Linked DNA regions of Mus musculus: all the other regions are linked to region 2. The links are chromatin contacts, called in public Hi-C maps. All regions are on one chromosome and are shown on one strand. The core of a region is the stretch at or near the end of the contact, and the rest is flanking DNA. Distances in the headings are between cores, read along the strand shown. Region 1 overlaps Gm31610 (a long non-coding RNA gene). Region 2 has its middle 74 kb from the start of Gm31610. Region 3 has its middle 130 kb from the start of Gm31610. Region 4 overlaps 7530428D23Rik (RIKEN cDNA 7530428D23 gene).

Evidence for each region. A called contact is a pair of places that touch in the nucleus more often than the background predicts.
Region 1: a contact with region 2 is called in a Hi-C map of uterus. The contact joins two enhancer-like sites. A contact is called at or near these places in 3 of 484 Hi-C or Micro-C datasets (nephron progenitors and uterus) and 1 of 115 datasets of contacts at active chromatin or transcription factors (embryonic stem cells).
Region 3: a Hi-C map of cortical neurons shows a contact between it and region 2, with 2.1 times the contacts expected there. The contact joins two enhancer-like sites. A contact is called at or near these places in 2 of 484 Hi-C or Micro-C datasets (cortical neurons and forebrain) and 1 of 115 datasets of contacts at active chromatin or transcription factors (astrocytes).
Region 4: a Hi-C map of myocytes shows a contact between it and region 2, with 4 times the contacts expected there. The contact joins two enhancer-like sites. A contact is called at or near these places in 4 of 484 Hi-C or Micro-C datasets (the 3T3-L1 cell line, the N1E-115 cell line, cerebral cortex and 1 more) and 1 of 115 datasets of contacts at active chromatin or transcription factors (heart atrium).

The regions. Positions count from the first base shown.
Region 1 is chr3:21,425,001-21,429,268 of GRCm38.p6, reverse strand. It overlaps Gm31610 (a long non-coding RNA gene), which reads left to right. Exons shown (of 5, transcript XR_880697.3): 5 at 3,654-4,268. Among named protein-coding and RNA genes, the nearest start is that of Gm31610, 63 kb to the left of the region's middle. Within about 2 kb of position 1,463, at least 16 of the 459 cell types and tissues checked have an H3K27ac peak or open chromatin away from gene starts, as enhancers often do. A contact at or near this core is called in uterus, where this site is marked.
Region 2 is chr3:21,562,112-21,566,188 of GRCm38.p6, reverse strand. No RefSeq gene overlaps it. Among named protein-coding and RNA genes, the nearest start is that of Gm31610, 74 kb to the right of the region's middle. Within about 2 kb of position 1,503, at least 151 of the 459 cell types and tissues checked have an H3K27ac peak or open chromatin away from gene starts, as enhancers often do. A contact at or near this core is called in cortical neurons, forebrain, myocytes and 1 more, where this site is marked.
Region 3 is chr3:21,354,308-21,358,628 of GRCm38.p6, reverse strand. No RefSeq gene overlaps it. Among named protein-coding and RNA genes, the nearest start is that of Gm31610, 130 kb to the left of the region's middle. Within about 2 kb of position 1,343, at least 43 of the 459 cell types and tissues checked have an H3K27ac peak or open chromatin away from gene starts, as enhancers often do. A contact at or near this core is called in cortical neurons and forebrain, where this site is marked.
Region 4 is chr3:21,760,586-21,764,820 of GRCm38.p6, reverse strand. All of the region lies in intron 1 of 7530428D23Rik (RIKEN cDNA 7530428D23 gene), which reads left to right. Among named protein-coding and RNA genes, the nearest start is that of 7530428D23Rik, 38 kb to the left of the region's middle. Within about 2 kb of position 2,705, at least 47 of the 459 cell types and tissues checked have an H3K27ac peak or open chromatin away from gene starts, as enhancers often do. A contact at or near this core is called in myocytes, where this site is marked.

The DNA.
Region 1 (4,268 bases), core at 214-2,713, 140 kb after region 2:
CCCTGAAACTGAGTTCCAGATCATTGTAAGACACCATGTGCCTCCAGGGACAATAATGTCGATCAACTGGAGGAGAAACATGCTCTCAACTACTGATCCATCTCTCTAGATCCTGGAGGGATGCCTTACATCCCTAGATTGACTTCCTCATAGCAGATGAGACAAAGAGCCTGGAAAAGCTAAGTATTTGTTAAGACCATAAGTCAGGAGCTGTAAAACCACAGCACAGAACAACTTCTCAACTGTCTCCTAGAGGATTCAGGAGGAATGGCCTGATTTCTTCAGACTGGGGTATCTGTCTTCTTAAGAAACTGTCGTCTGGATAGGGCAGGGCATGGTCTATCAAGTAGAGCAGGTAAACCAGAAGAAGTAGGCAAATTTATCTTCTGACTGCATAGTAATAGTTTGGATATAAGGGGCTCAGAGACACTGTTTTCAGAGTTTTGCAGTGTGGTGGGTGAATGGAACAAGGGTCAACTTGTCTATGTTAGATCTGAGAACATGTGAGTCCATCCTCTCTTCTGGAAGGCATGTCTAGTTATAATGATATGGTAAGGAGCAGTTATCTCCCAGAGTGAAAATGTGCCTAACCTTTGACTCACAAACCAGCTTACCTGGCTACTCTTGTCGTTTAGTGGCGCCTTCCTCAGATGCTTTAGCTCTGCACGCATCTCTTTCCGTGCTCTGATTATTGTGGGTTTAGGATACACTTTGATTAGTCTGTGGTAAGCTTCTCACATAAGCAGGAATCTGAGAAATTGCCCATGGCACACGGTTTCATTGCTCCAACTTGGCTGCTGACTCTTTCATCCTTTAGCATCTAATTCCTTCTAAACAATAGCCTTAATTACACCAGCCATTTCTTCAACAGCTCTAGCTCTGCTCTTCCTGTGTGCCTTATCTCTTTCCCTTGTGATTAAATACCATGACTAGAAGCACGTCAGGGCAGAAAGGGATGATTTCCTCTTAGGGTCATAGTTCACCAACCAGGAAAGCCAAGCAGGAAATCATGGTAGGATCTTGAACAAGAAACCACTGCTTACTGGCTTGATTCCCTGGCTTGCTCAGCTACTTTTTAAAATTTATCCCAAGCTTACCTGTGGAAGGATAAACTGCCAATAGTGGGCTGAGCTCTCCCACACCAATTAGCAATAAAAAATGCCTTTCAGACAGACATTGCCACAGGCCAGTCTTATGGAGACACTGTTTAACTTGAGGTGCCCTCTTCCCAGGTATGGTGACAACGGAAGATAAGTAGGCTCCTATGTTTCTTCCTCATACACAAAATGTGTGGCTTGTAATCAGAGAGCATTCCCTATACTTCATTCTTGTTGGGTGCAGTAATTTCATCATTGTTGGTTTTTTTTTTTTTTTTTTTCGGCTCTAAGTAGTAGAGGCTCCAGCCGCTCAGATAGGGGAGATGAGCATTCATCATATGCCAGGCCTCTTCCAGGAAGAGCTGTAGCTCAGGGGGTTTCCTCCCTGGGAGAAAATGACCACTTCTTATTAAATGGCAAGTCTTTTGAAAAGGTTGAATAGAATACTGTTTTCACAAAAAGAAATTCAGCTGTTTAAATTTAGCATCATGGGGGAAAAAAAGCTTATTTTGAAGAGAAAAACAACCCAAGAATAGTTTCTGGCTTTGATCCCACAGTCTGCCTTTTCTGTGTGTGCTGCATGTGTTTTCATTCACTGTGTGCCGCTGCGCTCATCCGTCTGCAAGCCTGGAGTTGACAGCTTTGAGGTTCCTAAGAATACTTGTCACCAAAGCCACATATTTGGATTGTTTTATTGTCAAAGAAGAACCTTACCTTCACATTTAATGTTTATGTTACTTCTGCCTTTTTTTTAAATCTCTTCTTCCATAAATGTGGACACCATTTTTCCTGTATCTGTGGTCATCTCTTAGTAGAAGTTATGTTTGCTTCTTCTCCTAGCATCCCTAAAACATCTAGTTTTGAAATTCAAAACTCCTGTTTTTCTAATTATTTGTTGAAATTTGAAGACCACCCATGTCTTGGTAGTCCTGGGGTACCCCAAGGTTTCTTTCTACATCTGTTCAGTTCTCCCCTGGAGTTTGGAGAAAGAAACTTGTATTGATTGAATGTATGTTTTGTGTTTCTCGGTCCTGCTTTAAGTGTTTTATAAAAGATATAATTCTGCTTAATCCTGCTAACTACCTTAAAGAAAACTATTATTTTCCTTGTTTTCAAAGTGAGGAAACCAAAGACAAAAAGTAATTAGGATATAGCCTGGGGTTATCAAGACAATTAGTGGGGAAGTGAAAATTTACAACTGCCTTTGCCAGAATCTGAACAACTCCCGCCTGTTATGAAAGTCAACTTCACAGCCCTGGACAGAATGTGTTTTGTTTCTCAATTAAAAAATTGTCCTCCATATTGCACCAGGGTATTTTTTTGTTTAAAATTGTGCCAGAGTGTTGGGATTTAATAGAAGGCTGTTTCATAATCTGTGTGAAAGGTTAAACTGGAGGTCAGGTTTTCCTAGGACAAGATAAACAAGATAACGAGCCTTCTAGAGTGGAGTGTGTGGCAGTATGCACTCAGCTGTTCAGGCTTCAGACTGCAGACCCACACCAAACACCATTTATACAGGGTACAATGATCTCATCCTGATTGGTTTGTTCCAAGTGTGTGAGTACGTGTGCGTGCGTGCGTGCGTGTGTGTGTGTGTGTGTGTGTGTGTGTGTGTATTTGGGGGTATGTGTATGGTGGAGGCACAGCATTTCCAGCTTCTTGCTCAAAGTTTTCAGACAGCAAAGTATAAAGAAGTTTGAATTAAAGAGGTAGAATAGGATAAAATGTAAGGGAGTAAGTAAATAGCAGGTCATTGAGCTAGAGTGCCCAAGAGCCTTAGTTATTGTTTAGGGCTTCCTTTTATGGTGCCCCATAGGGGACCATTTGTTTTTAAGGGGCCTGATGTGGGTGGTTCTTTGCTTTTGATTGGCAAACTTGAGTTATATGAGACTTTCTCTGCCATACTTGTCCTCTCCAAGTTGCATTTGATTTAATTCATAAGTATTCAAAATTATGCACAGGCATGAAGTGGTAAACAGTGGATTTTTCCTAAAGTCCACTCAGATAACAATTTGTCTTACTATACATATATTCAAAACCAGTGCAGGTTGGATTGATACATTGCTTGCAACATATTTTAGCATATGTTTGACTATAAAGGAGGGGACCCTGGATAAAGGAAGGGTGGCCACCTATTATGTTGCTTGGAGCAGGATGTCTATACAATTTGATGTAGGTGGGGGATCCCTGACTGTTAGATGCCTTGTTAAGAAGGGCATGCGTGCGCATAGCTCAAGCCACGCACAGACACAGGTGGTTAAACTAGATCCACACTCACCTGCCTTGACTTCATGAGCTTTCTCAGAAATGCTCTGAAAATAACAAAAGCAAGGTGCATCACCAGGATTCATTAAACCCGGACTGTCACTTCACCACAGAGGAAGGGCTGCTGCATGTTCCTTCTAGGACTCCTCACATTCACACTGCTTCTGGGTGTCTGGGATTTAGATGATAAATAGCTGCTCCAAGATGGAAAAGATGAGAAGCCAACTTATTCTTGGAATAGTCTATTACAGGGTAAGACAATCTCTTAAATATTTTGAACTCTTTTCACAGAGGAAGCAAGACATGAGAGGCCAGACCTACTACATCTTGTGACCAGCCTCCACCTTAAAAGAAAAAGAGCCTGAGAACTTGACCAGCAGCTGAATCCGAGCTGCACCCAAGTCCTGGGAAGAACCCCATGGCTTGGCCTTGGCCAGTACCCCAGAGTTACTCCCTTGTTACTTCCTAGCAACAGCTAATCAAAGAGTGGTCTGATTGTTTCAGATGTACCATTTGTTATTGTTCACAGTCTTGCTTCAGAGCACTGTCAGCTTCCAATAGTCATTCAATTAGATGCTTGCTGAGATAAATTGCCCCTCCCTTTCTCCCATCTCCCATAAAACCTTGTCCCGATGAGAATTCGGGGCTGTGTCAGGGTTGACGAGGTACCCAAGCTTGAGTTTGTGACTCTAATGCGATTACATTGTGGTCGGCTCTTTGCTGGTCTATTGGGGTTCATGAACACTTCCTGGCACAACAGACCAAGGATTTTCTAATCCCAAAGATTTGAGGATAAAGGACACAGACCCAAGTCATGATGGCCAAATTAATTGTAGCCAGCATTTTTATTCATGTACATGAACTATCTTCCCATAAGTCAAGGTTCTAGAGGTCATCCTTGAACAT
Region 2 (4,077 bases), core at 254-2,753:
CTCACCAGCACCTGCTTTGCTGATGACACCAGGACCCTTTCTAGGTCCTCACCACCCCACCCCACCCCTGCTGTCCTGTGTGGCTACTTGCACCCTCACAGAGTGAAACTAGGAGGTGGTTCTTTGTGAATCACTTTTCTGTGTCCTCCAGTCTGTCCTGTGGTGAGTTTCCTTGCTGGGTGTGACCTACTGACCTACTGCTTGCAGATCACTTTCCTTGAACACTCCAGGGTGTCCTGAATGAATGGGGCCCTGGGTTAGAACAAGCTGAGATGACCAGTTGTCTCACAGAGACGGTTCTGGAATTCATGGCTTATTTTCTGAAAGATAAGAAAGAACAAGTGTCTGGCTGAAGTTTCATTGTGCTGTGTGGAGATGGAGTGTCATCTGATTGCCCACTGAAGTCCAGTGTTAGTGAGAAGCATCAGACTACTCAAGGAGATGGGGGATGCTGAAGACTGCAGAAGGAAAGGACCAGTAGGAATTGGGTTGTGGAGAGCAGTCTGGGCTCTGGGGGACATGCCTGTAATAGAGCTCCACCCCTGACCTCCACATCACAGAAGCCTTTGAGTAAGGCTTTAAGTTTGCATCTGAAAATCTTTAGCTCAGTTCTTAGCTTTCTTTATCTCTTTCGAGAAATAAATTTTCTAGACCTCTGTCCTCTCATTTGTAACCAAATATATTGGGCCAAAATGCTCTTAATTCTAAAGTTCTGTGGTATGTAAGTTTTTTGAAAAGTCCATAAAAGTGACTCATTAGCTAATATAGAACTGAATTGTGTGGCCACAAAGAAAATCTTTTTGTTTGTGTTTTTGAGACAGGATTCCAGTATGGACCCCTAGCTGGGATTCACTATGTAGATCTCAAGTGAGCTGCCACTTTCCTGCCTTCTGCCTCCCACGCTCTAGGATACACAGGCATGATCACTCATGCCTGGGCAAAAATAGATTTTAAACTCTCTCTCTCTCTCTCTCTCTCTCTCTCTCTCTCTCTCTCTCTCTCTCTCTCTCTCTCTCCAAAGATAAAAACAAACCAAAAGCACAGAGTGGATTTAGACACATCCTTCCTACTCAGGCGTGTTGAGGCTGTAGCTCTGGGCACAGAGGAGTGAATAGGTCAGGGCATTTCCCTGAAGCGTGGACAGACAATCTTCCACTGCTCCCTCCCTCCATCTCCATGTTCCTTGTCAGGATCTAAAAGTCAGACTGGGAGCTCACCTTTCAGGGCTGCTTCCTACACCCAAATACTCCCTAAAACCAAGAGCCTTTCCACCCTCAGCCTTGTCAAATCTTTGGCCAATTAATTAGTCCCTAACCCATTAGACCCGAACCTCACATGATGCTTTCTTCAGACAGAGTCAGGGTTCTAAAAAACTGCCCAAGCTTGAGTCTTCCTTGTATCTCTTAGTCCCCTTTCCTTAAGGATGAGGCTGCCACTGCCCCACTGTTCTGGAAGCTCATAGTATTGGCTGCTCAATTCTTTGGAAACCCAGCACAGCTTCCCCTCCCCCCAGCTGCCTTGGCAACAAAGATGAAAAAGGTTCTCAGAACAGTCCACAGCCAAGAAGGGCTCTCTGGGAGACGCTCTTCTGACAGAACCAGGCTGTTAAGACAGAGTCTATTTTCTTCATGCTTAAAATACATTGCTGTGTGTGTGAGCTGCCTCCGGGTTTGGGTGACAAGTTCTCCTATTTTTGTCACATTGCCCTGGTTTCACTGCTCTCCCACCACCCAGTGTCCTGAGAAGTCCTTCTGAGTGACAAAATGTCCCCTTTAATAAATCAAACCGTCCATGTGGGGATCACACCACTTGAAATAAGACCCTGTGGAATGTGGGCAAGCCAAGCTGTTGCTGGCACTGCAGCAGCCCCTGAGCTGGAATCTCCAGCACACATGCTTTGATTTAATTGGCCTAATGAGTCTGGGCTGGATGTGACCACATGATCAATCAGGTTCTAGTTATGAGATGTTGAAAAATGGGATTACAGTAGAGAAAAGGCTTTTGGCAAATTGACTACAGCCAGGAAGCTGAGAAGGCTTGATTTAACAATCGAATCGTTTTCCCTTTATTTTTGTCCCATCCCTTGCATGCTGATAAATCACAACAAAACTGAGGTGGGTGCCTTACTTGTATGTATTATTCATCTTGCAAGTCCCTGCTCTGTTTTGATCTAAAAATGCTTTTGTTTTTCAAACGCAATAGGTTTTGTCTTGTGTGACACTAAAAACAAAACAAAACAAAACAAAACAACAACCTCCCCACCCCAAAAAAAAAAAAAAAACCAATGAAGGTTTGCTGTCTAGAACAATGAAATGCCCTTATTAGAATCTTGTTGTCCTTGTAATAGACTGGGGAAGGGAGATAAGTGTATTTTGTATAGACGTGTACATATATGAAATCATTAGTTTGAACACTTACCTGCAAGTTTAGTTACTTATCAACCCCAGTCATTTCATTACTGTTTATATAATGAGGCCCTTGATGGGCTAGCAAGATTCTGGCATGTGGGTCCCCTCCCCCCATGTTTTTCTGTGCTTGCTCAAGGGAGGAAGGCCTTGAGTCATTTCAGGACAGAGGCTCCTTGAGCAGACATTGTTCCACTGTGGGAAATTAAGGGAACTTGGCAAGCATGGTTGGTTTTCTTCTTGACTCGTTAGGCCTGAGGGAAACACAGGTATCAGTGGCATACGGCATTCTGCTAGTCATCTCTAAAAATCTCTACAGAGAATTTTTACTTGTTATTTAACTGATCTTTGGTCAAACTTGTAAGATTGAAACAAATTTACTCAACTTTGGGAACTGGTTAACTTCTTACTGTTTAAATACATAAAGTTTTTTCCTTCATTTCCTTTGTAATGTGGGTGAGAGGTTTTATTTTATTTTAGTTCTTGCCCTGGAGCTTCCTTTCAACATTAGTGGGAATAGAGAATCTTAAATTTCTAGAATATTCTGAGCAAAGGCACTCTACTGCCGAAAGGACATTTTCATATGCCACACTACACTGTTTTTGTACATCTTGGCCCAGGGAAGTTCTTAATCACTCTGCTGTCAAGGAGCATATGGTTTGGATCTAGGCTCCACCCCTCATTAGCAGGTTTTCATGAATGAGATGGTAACCAAAGACCACTGCATAAGTCATGATGCAATGTGTCTGGCAGAGCTGAAGGTGTCCTAAAGAGATACCCATGTCTCTCTATGACTATCAAACCACTGGAACAGGAACCCTAAGAAATGGGAATTTCCCCACAGTAGGAGAACAAAACATGCCAGCCGGACTGGAAACTTAGCTCTCTGAAAGAATGAAACCCTTGCAACTAGGCTGAAACCACACCTTGACAAGACATAGGACAGCCTGTCCATAGCCATTTGTTTATCTCATTTCAGGATGATGAGGGAGAGTTTCACTGGATCTCTTCATCCCTCTTTCGCAAGTGGCCAGTTTAAATATACCTCTCTTTCTCTTTGCTTTTATTATCAATGTTATTGTTATTAATTTTTTGGCTCTTTTAATTGGTTATTGAAGGTGGACAGTTGAACTAGATTTGTTAGTGTATAGGCTGTGATCTTAAAGGCTAGTAATGGTGACTTCTGAGAAACTTCAGAAGTCATCTTCGTATGCAAACTGTCCATCTTCTTTGGAGTAAGTCAAACCCTAGATATCCGACTCACAAATCCTTGCTTTTCCTATGACACACAGCTGGGAAAGCATCTCCCATCATCCTCAGTAAAGCGATGAACATGCTAGATTCACTTTTGTGTTTCCTATTATATCCTATTATTATTGACATCACTTTTATTTTTAAAACTTTTACATTTATTTGTGTGTGTATGTGTGTGTGTGTGTGTAAACATACCATGGTGCACATGTAAGGTCAGAGTACAGCTTATGGAAGTTGGTTCTCTCCTTTTACTATGTAAGTTCCTGGAATTGAACTTAGTCATAAGGTTTGGCTTCAAGTACTCTTATTTACTGAACCATCTCAGTTGCTTTTATTATTTCTTCTTATTCTCCTCCTCTTCTTCACTCTCTTTAGCTTCTCTTCAACTACTGAGTAAGTTATGAGACTTTTATTTTTA
Region 3 (4,321 bases), core at 94-2,593, 210 kb after region 2:
GATATGGGCCTGGGTGGTAGCTGAATTGATCAGCCCACCAGGTCTCCTGAACCACACCACCAGAATGAACTAACACTGCCTTGACTTTATCATCCAATGCGACCATCAGCCGGACAGGGTCAGCTCTCCTGCTCTCATGACCTTGAGGCTGGCTCATATGCGCCCATGCCATCAGAGTCAGCTCCATTGTGCTCTCCAGTTGAAGTACAGGGGCTGATCTCCTGAGTACTACAGCCAGTCAGGAGAGGGGCCAGCTTTCCCATCCTCATGACCCTGGGGTCAGCTCTCCCAGAGCGCCAACGACCACCTCGGGTGGTATTGGTAGGAGGCGCCCATGTCAGCTCATGCTAGGCCAATGGCAGGGCCAGCTAGGGCCAGCTCACCTGTCCCTCTCCATCAGGGTCAGCCGTATTGTGCTGTTCAGATGAGGACCAGAGCCTGCTCTCCCAAGTCCTGAGGAATGCCTAGCCCATTTCCTGTTCTCTCTATGTTGCTAGATTAAAGAAACATTCTGCCACGGTGTTCTGTAAGTCAAAATAAACCCCTTCTTCCTTGTTTCTTTCATATTCTTGGTTATAGCAAGGAGATAAGTGAACTCTTACATTTGGGAAAGCTGAAGACCAGTGGATGCCTCAGGCTGTTAGAGATGCTGTCAAATTGCTCAGTTGAGGATAGCAAGGCTGGAGTTTCAAAGCTGTGTTCAAGAGATTAACTCAAAGAAACACTTGGGAATGATATTAAGAGGTATATAGAAGCACGGTATAGGTTTCATTATTTAAAAAGGCAAACTCATTCTTCTATTAATGAAATCATTTTGGTGTAACTTCCCACTGCCCCTCTGACTGGGGTACCCAAATATAGATCACATGGAACATTAAAAAAAAATTCAACAGGCTTCTAAATGATTAATTCTTGCTGACATAAAATAATTCCCTAGAATAAGTAAAGAATGCATGGCTTAAAAAATAAATTGTTTTTTTCATTAGCTGTTTTTATAAATAAAATTTACACCATGTGAAATTGCAGAATGCTCACTTATGGACATTTGGCGACTTACATGCTACTGTGCACTTATTATTAGTATACATGACAATGCATTCTTTATCCTTGGTTATTTAAGGATATAGGTGTGTGTTGATTATAAGCAGTTAAATATCCCAGGATTACATTCATTTGCAATGCACATCCAATGCACTGTGGGTTTTTATTCACTTAGCAGAGTTGGGGTTTATCTACATGGTTTATATTTTATATTTGAGAGAAGCTAAGTAGCAGAAACATTACAACATAGACAATGGTATTAGCATATTCAATGTTCAGCTCGGCTCTCACTGCTTTACACATGTAATTAGGTTGTTTCCATGGAAATGATCTAATTACGGGCTTCTCCTTGGCTTGGTAATCACATTTGCTGTGCTTTGGCAGAGATGTTTTCCTTGTTTTGTTGAACAGCTCCACTTGACAAGATGTTCTCTCCAAAGATGAATAATAATTTTTCCTGAGAGAGAAAAATAATTTTTATAATGAAACACACTGTTAAAGGTGACTTCAAAAGAGGTTACAGACGTGTAGCAGATCCTGCCAATAATAAGACAGCTATTACCCTTGAAAACACAATCTATTTTTAGTGTGCATGTGTGTGTGTGTGCGCGTGTATGTGTACTGTTGTTGTTAATGATAAAAATCATAGGAGGTTTTTATTTTGAAGAATTGCACTATTGAAATATATTATTTTCTTCTGGAGTATATTTATACTTAAATATATATTAATTATAGTTTTAACAGACTAAAGGAAATATGCTGAGAGAGAGAGAGAAAGAGAGAGAGAGAGAGAGAGAGAGAGAGAGAGAGGCAGAAGCATTGAAGAAAGAGCACTGAAGCTTATACTCAGTAAGAATAGTCAATTGCAGAAGGCTATTCATGAAGAGATATTTGCTTATCATTGCCATGGCAGTTGAGAACACCTTAAAAAATCAATTAAGACTTATTTTGGGAGCGATCCAAATATAGACCTTTCAGTGTATAAAGGAAACAGGAGATGGAAAAAGTTGCTGAGGAGACTCCATGTCACCTGGTCCACTTAATAACACTAGGAGACAGAAGACAGGCAGAAGTTCAGCTCTTAAGCATTGTGAGATTCCAGCCCACTGTAAGAGAACTTCGCAGGAAGTCCTTATGACAGACACTGTGTAGACCCATCGAGGGTTAGCAAGATGTATGGGGTCCAAAGTCCACAACATCCTTTGTCCAGATACTTTGAACCCTAGCACTGACAATCAAATACTCTGCCCTTTAATAGCTATGGAGATTACTTCAAACACAAAGGGAGAACACTTCAGGAAGTAGCCAGAATGCTGGAGCTCTCTCCTGATTATCATTTGTGTAGGTAATAAAGGGTGGGGATATAATTGACTAAAGGGCACAGTGTTTGAAAATTATAACGATAACTGGGTTTTCTATTTATACCAAACCAACCCTTATTAAATGCCATAAGGCTTGGGTTTTAGAATTATATAGCACGGTTTCCACCAGTAAAAATGGTATTCTATTTATTTACTGCTCTTCATGTGGCAGGGGCTGCACATGGGTCTGTGAATGAAGTGATGAATCAGCGAGATGTCAATGCTAGCTAGGCTCAATTTCCTTATTATTGAACAGAGAAAACAACAACAAACAAAACAAAACAACACCCGCCTGAACAGGCCAGTTTGACTTCCAGGCTAAGCCATGTATATAAGAAGATGCAAGTAGGAATGACAGCAAAAGAGAGGAAGGACGATGAATGACGTTCATTCTAGCAAAGGGAATAGCAAGGAACATTGGCCAGGCATCACAGATTAACTAGACAAGATGGGAGCCCTCTTGGCACAGAGGGTATGATGAGGGATGAGGCTAGAGGACGCTTGGGGATCACTGTGTCACAATGCTGGTAAATCATGTTGACTTGCTTGTTTCCTGAGCACATTTGGCCTCCGTTAGGTTTCAAGCACGGGAACAGCCAGTGTTGCCTGGATTATGGTTGCGGGTGACCTGCTGTCACTCTTTGAGTTTAATTTTGATGCAGTTAATTTTATAGAATGATGTTTTCATTGTGAAACACCAAGGATGCCTACAGGGACTTGCATCCTATGGTCTTAGGTGAACCACTTCCTTTTTCTAGAATCCTGAACTTTTGTCTGTCTGGTTTCTTTTACTCTATTCCTCCCATGACAAGGTATGTACCAGGTTAGTTTGTTTACAGAGAAGGTTAGAGTGTGAACACATGTGTGCCTAGGAGCAAATTGCCTTTGACTGCAGAGCTCTATCCTGCCCATCACGTGTTGGTCTAAAACTACTGATTCCACCTTTGTTCCCAATGTGAGATATTGCTTTCCAGGGGGCACTTAGGCAGGAGTGCCAGTTGTCTTTCCAGAGTGGTAGGGTGACATCTGAGACTGTCCTTGACCTTCACATGCACATACACATACAAATACAAGTGCATATACACACATGTGCAGCTAACACCCCCTTGCATCAGTACACACAAAACATTTTTTGAAAAGACAAATGCAGAAATGTCAGTAATCTCTTAACAGTTCATGGAACAGTCCTTTTTATTTTTTATTTTTTATTTTTTTACATTCCAGTCATTACCTGCTCCCTGTCTGCCCTTCTACACTTCCACATCCCATTCCTACACTCCCTTGTCTCCAAGACAATATCTCTACCCCCTACCCCACCTCACTCCACCCTACTCTCCAGCACCCCTTAACCCTCACCTCCCACCCTCCAACAACCTCCTCCTACCAGGCCTCACCACTCTCTGGGGCTTCAAGTCTCTCAAGGGTTAGGTATGTCTTCTTTCATTGAGTCCAGACCAGGCAGTCCTCTGCTGTATAAGTGCCAGGGGCCTTCTTCCAGCTAATACATGCTGCCTGTTTGGTGGCTCGGGGGTCCGAGTTAGTTGAGACTCCTGGTCTTCCTATGGGATCATTCTCCTCTTCAGCTTCTTCCAGCTTTTCCCAATTCAACCACAGGGATGATCTCCAACTTCAGTCCATTGGGTGTAAGTATCTGCATCTGTCTCAGTCAGCTGCTTAAGGACAGCCATTCTCTGCTCCTGTCTGTAAGCACACCATAGCACTAGCAACAGTGTCAGGCCCTGGAGTTTCCCCCTGAGATAGATCCAAGTTGGAATGGTCTCTGAGGGAATGAAGCAGTCTTAAAAGTTAACCAGAGAAATTTAGCCCCAAATTCAGTTTTCTCATAGAGAATTTTATTAGTCTACTGATAATATTTTTAAAAAGTTATTACCATCAATCAGACTAATGTAAAAAGTGTT
Region 4 (4,235 bases), core at 1,456-3,955, 200 kb before region 2:
ACGGGAAGTTTGGGGATAGCATGCTGGTCTTTGGTTCTTATGGTGCTTTCTAGGTCCTCAGCTCTGCTTTCAGAATATGGCCTGGTTTGTTCTAAACTTGTCCAGGTGACCCAACAGCCTGCATATTATTTTAATGTGCACCCTCAACTAAGTTTGAAAGAAGACAGTTTTGTGAATTAAGGAAAAAAATTCACAGCTGGGACAGCATGGGGTTGACCCCATATCACCTCTGTTACCTACAGTCTTGATGAGGCTGTGTCTCCCTCTCTCAAACCTCCTGCACTCCAGTGGTTTTTGACTTGCTTGTTGGACTGCTGTAGGCAGAGGAGGTAGTAGTCCACACATTCAATTTTGGGCTAGGAATTTGTCTTTAGAGGCACCAGGCTCTCCCATTCAAAAAGTAATACTTATGCCCTGTGTGTGCATATTGCAAGTGAGGTGGATGATTGACTACTGTGCTGCCCAGCAAGCATGGCAGGAAGTGTACATTTCGTGATTGTTTTTCTTCCATTTGACGAGTGGTAAAGATAAAGATGAACCTACAGTTGACAGTGGTGTGTGGGAGGAGGATGAATTTTCTCATCATTGTTGAAGTCAAATCCACAGACATACACAGAGTAAGCTGTAATCAGGTGGAACCAGGTGCGCTAGGAATGTGGTATCAAGGTGCAAACTGATGATCTCAGAAAAGGAAGAAAGAAAGAAGAGAGAAAGAGAGAAAGAAGGAAAGAAAGAGAGAAAGAGAAAAGAAGGAAGGAAGAAAGAAAGAGAGAGAAAGAAGGAAAGGAAGGAAGGAAGAAAGGAAGAAAGGAAGAAAGAAAGAAAGAAAGAAAGAAAGAAAGAAAGAAAGAAAGGAAGGAAGGAAGGAAGGAAGGAAGGAAGGAAGGAAGAAAGGAAGGAAGGAAGAAAGAAAGGAAGGAAGAAAGAAAGAATGAACAACACAGAAAGGAAGGATGAGTCTATCTGTGTAAATGATTCTAGGCTAAATGACCAACTTTTGGGTTGTAGAGTATTAAAATGTAAGGGTCAAGTTATCCTGGCCTATTTTAGGTCCTTTTGAAAACCATTCCTTATCCACTCCTGTGTCTGATCTAGTGTCATTCTGTCTATTAAAGTCTTGAAAATATATTTGAAAAATGTTAGCAGAAGACTAGCTTCCATAAACTCAGAATCTAAGAATGTCATTAGATAATTCTGAAATATATAGAAGTTTTCTCTGCTTTTTTTGTAACCTGCCTATCAATGCCTTCAATAAATGCCTTCAAATATGACTTTTTTGTTTCCTAACTTAAAAATCCCACGTATCACTATCATAGTGGAGCTTGCCTTTTCAGGACAAACTAAATCCGTATTCCCAGATAATAGTAATTAATATCTAGCTCCATAATAATCATTCATTTCCTTTTAGGTGAGAGTTTTCTTTCTTTCTTTCTTTCTTTCTTTCTTTCTTTCTTTCTTTCTTTCTTTCTTTCTTTCTTTCTTTCTTTCTTTCTTTCTTTCTTCTAATCATGTCTCTAAGGTAGAGGTATCTCTTGTTTTAGTTTTCCCAAGGAGAGAAAATACAAGGGAGAATTATTGGACATACACGTGGTGGTTTCTTTTTAGTTTATGTATTCATTTAAAGACTTATTTTCATTATCTGTTTTACAGTGTATCTGTGTGTTTGCATGTGGGTGGGAGGATATAGGTACTTATAGAGTCCAGAGGTGTCAGATCCTCTGCAGCTGGAGTTATAGGATGTTGTGAGCTGCCTGGCACTGGTACAAGGAACTGAATTCAGGTTCTCTGCAAGAACAGTATGCACTTTTAATTGTTGAGCCATCTTTCCAGTGTCTCTTTTATTGTTAAAGCACTATTTCAATAGTAAGTGGTACACTTTCTTTCTCCTTGATATATACATTGTTCTGATATCTTTTAGAAGTAGTCTCCTATGAAACACTCTCATAGGTCAATAATCTTGTTTTTATTTAACTTATCATTATCCTTTGTATTTAACAAGAACAATTTAAAAAAATTCTTAAATGGACAAATGGATTAAAAGAAAGGCAATGAAAATGGTCAAAGTGATACAATATATTTTTTTAAATCCCTTTCTGATCTCATTCTAACATGGGTCACTAATCAGTTAAATTTGAGGTACATACCATTTAAGACTAATTTATTTCAAAGGACACCAGAGTCCTGACAAAAGATTCACAGTGTCTTAGTTTACTCTGAGGCTTCCTGGAAAAGTGGAGTTCAGGAAGGAGAAAGGCAGCCTAGATATGGGCAGGCCATGGCCTTTCCCTCACCTAGGTCCTGTACAGGTACCTAGCAGCCACTGAGAAAGGAAGACATTCCAAGCAATTCTGGGAAGGCAGATTGATAGTCGTGCTGTTAGCTTCTAAAGAATTCTGTAACTCAGCTAAAGCAAAAAATGGCTGGGCTGCAGGTATTTTTGCTGAGGAAGTGGCACCTGTGGTCAGCAAGTCTGGGCAAAGTTCTGCTAGGTTAGAGGTAAGCCTCATCTGATTTTCAGAGAATCTGGGCAAAATAGAATGCACGTCCCAAAAGAAATGAGGATGGGACAGCCACACTGTTTCCTGAAGGGAAAATGGTGTGTTTGTGGAAGATCCTGTGTGGCATATTTGTGGGCTGGGGGGTGGTGGTGAAGCATGTTGGCACGGAGAGTGGAGACTCTAGGGTGAGTGGAAGCTTGCCAGTCTGCCTCAGCTATGATGCAACATCATCAGCCGTGGCACCACCCTGAAAACCACTGTGTTTGGAGCCAGGGATATACTCAGATGTGCCAGTGCCAATGTATTTTGCATCATAATTAAAGCAACATGGCCACTAATTCTTACCCAGAAATTCTCATCTCCTAGGTCTGCAGACAAATGGCTTTTGCTTTCAGGAGCAGGAAACTTTGAAGAACTTATGCAGTCTCCTTCTTGCCTCGAATAAGGTGGAGCATTACTAATGCTGAACCCACAGAAAAGAGACCTGAGTATAAGTAGACCAAAATCTTCCAGACTTCCTACTTTGGCCAAAATAGCACAGAAAGAAGGCTCTAAGTGCTTGGTTCCTTCTAGCCCCAGGTCTCAGTCATAGTCCTATTATCACCGACAAAATTGATGTGCCATATTTTGTTGAGATTCTTTCCTTTAAGCTAAATATGGTGAAGGCCTTCCTAACCATTGAAACATGGGGGTACAGTACTAACCCCACAGGTCATAATGCAAGGAGTATTAGCAATACCCAGGCTTGGATTCTATGTAAGTTGAGTTCTGGCTAGGGCTGAAAGTGGAAACAATCACTATTGGCTTGCAAAAAATTTACTTGGGTGATAATTTGAAGATGGAGATCTTGGCTATGTATGACAGACCACAATGCCTTTAGCCAAAGAACAAAAGCTCAACCCCAAATCAGAATGTTTGGTCTTTCTTGCCAAACAAATTCATGTTTGGGAACTTCTAGGCAGCTGTCTGGGATTACCTACTGCTTAGTCATAGAGATGAAGTATTAGTGTGATTAAGTAGCTGTGTATTCTTCTGTCAAGTTGGTATTTACATCAGGGGTATCTGAGTCCCTATAAGGACTTTCTGTTGTCTGCAGGTGAGGTAGGAAAGGTGGGGTAAGAGGAGACAGTGAAGCTTCTCCTCTGGTCATAACTCTTGGATATCTGTGTTCTTCCCTCTTCTCAATGTCTAAACTTTCATTCCTTCTTGCCTGGGTGATTTATAATCCTCTGACTTCATCTTTCCTCCTTTGACCCTTGTCCTTATCTGAACTCTGTTCTCGTCTCTCCATGAGCTAGCTTATCTTTCAACTAACTTCCTACTTAAAGTAAAACTCAGGCCATGTCTTTGTCTCAATAACTTCACATTTCATAATCTTATACTGAAGACTAGCCACAGACCCTTCAGGACATTTAAAGCTTGTTTTCTATTTGTGTTTCCCAACTGAAATCTTTATATTTTTCCCCCATATTTTTGAGACTTGTTGTAAGTAGTAGAAACAGTGGTGAGCAAAACAGTCCTGTTTCTTACTGCTTCTGTCAGGTCCATGAGCTCAAACTCCCGGATATTCCCTCTGGGCTTCAGCTACTTGGGCCTCAGCACATACCATCCTATCTTTCTGGGAGACTTTTCCTTCCAGGCTCTGGTTAACATACTTTAGGGCTTAGTTTAAGCACTCACTTTCCATGAAGCTTCTTGTGGTTTATGTTCTGTGCCCCTGATGAGGTCAAGAGATTA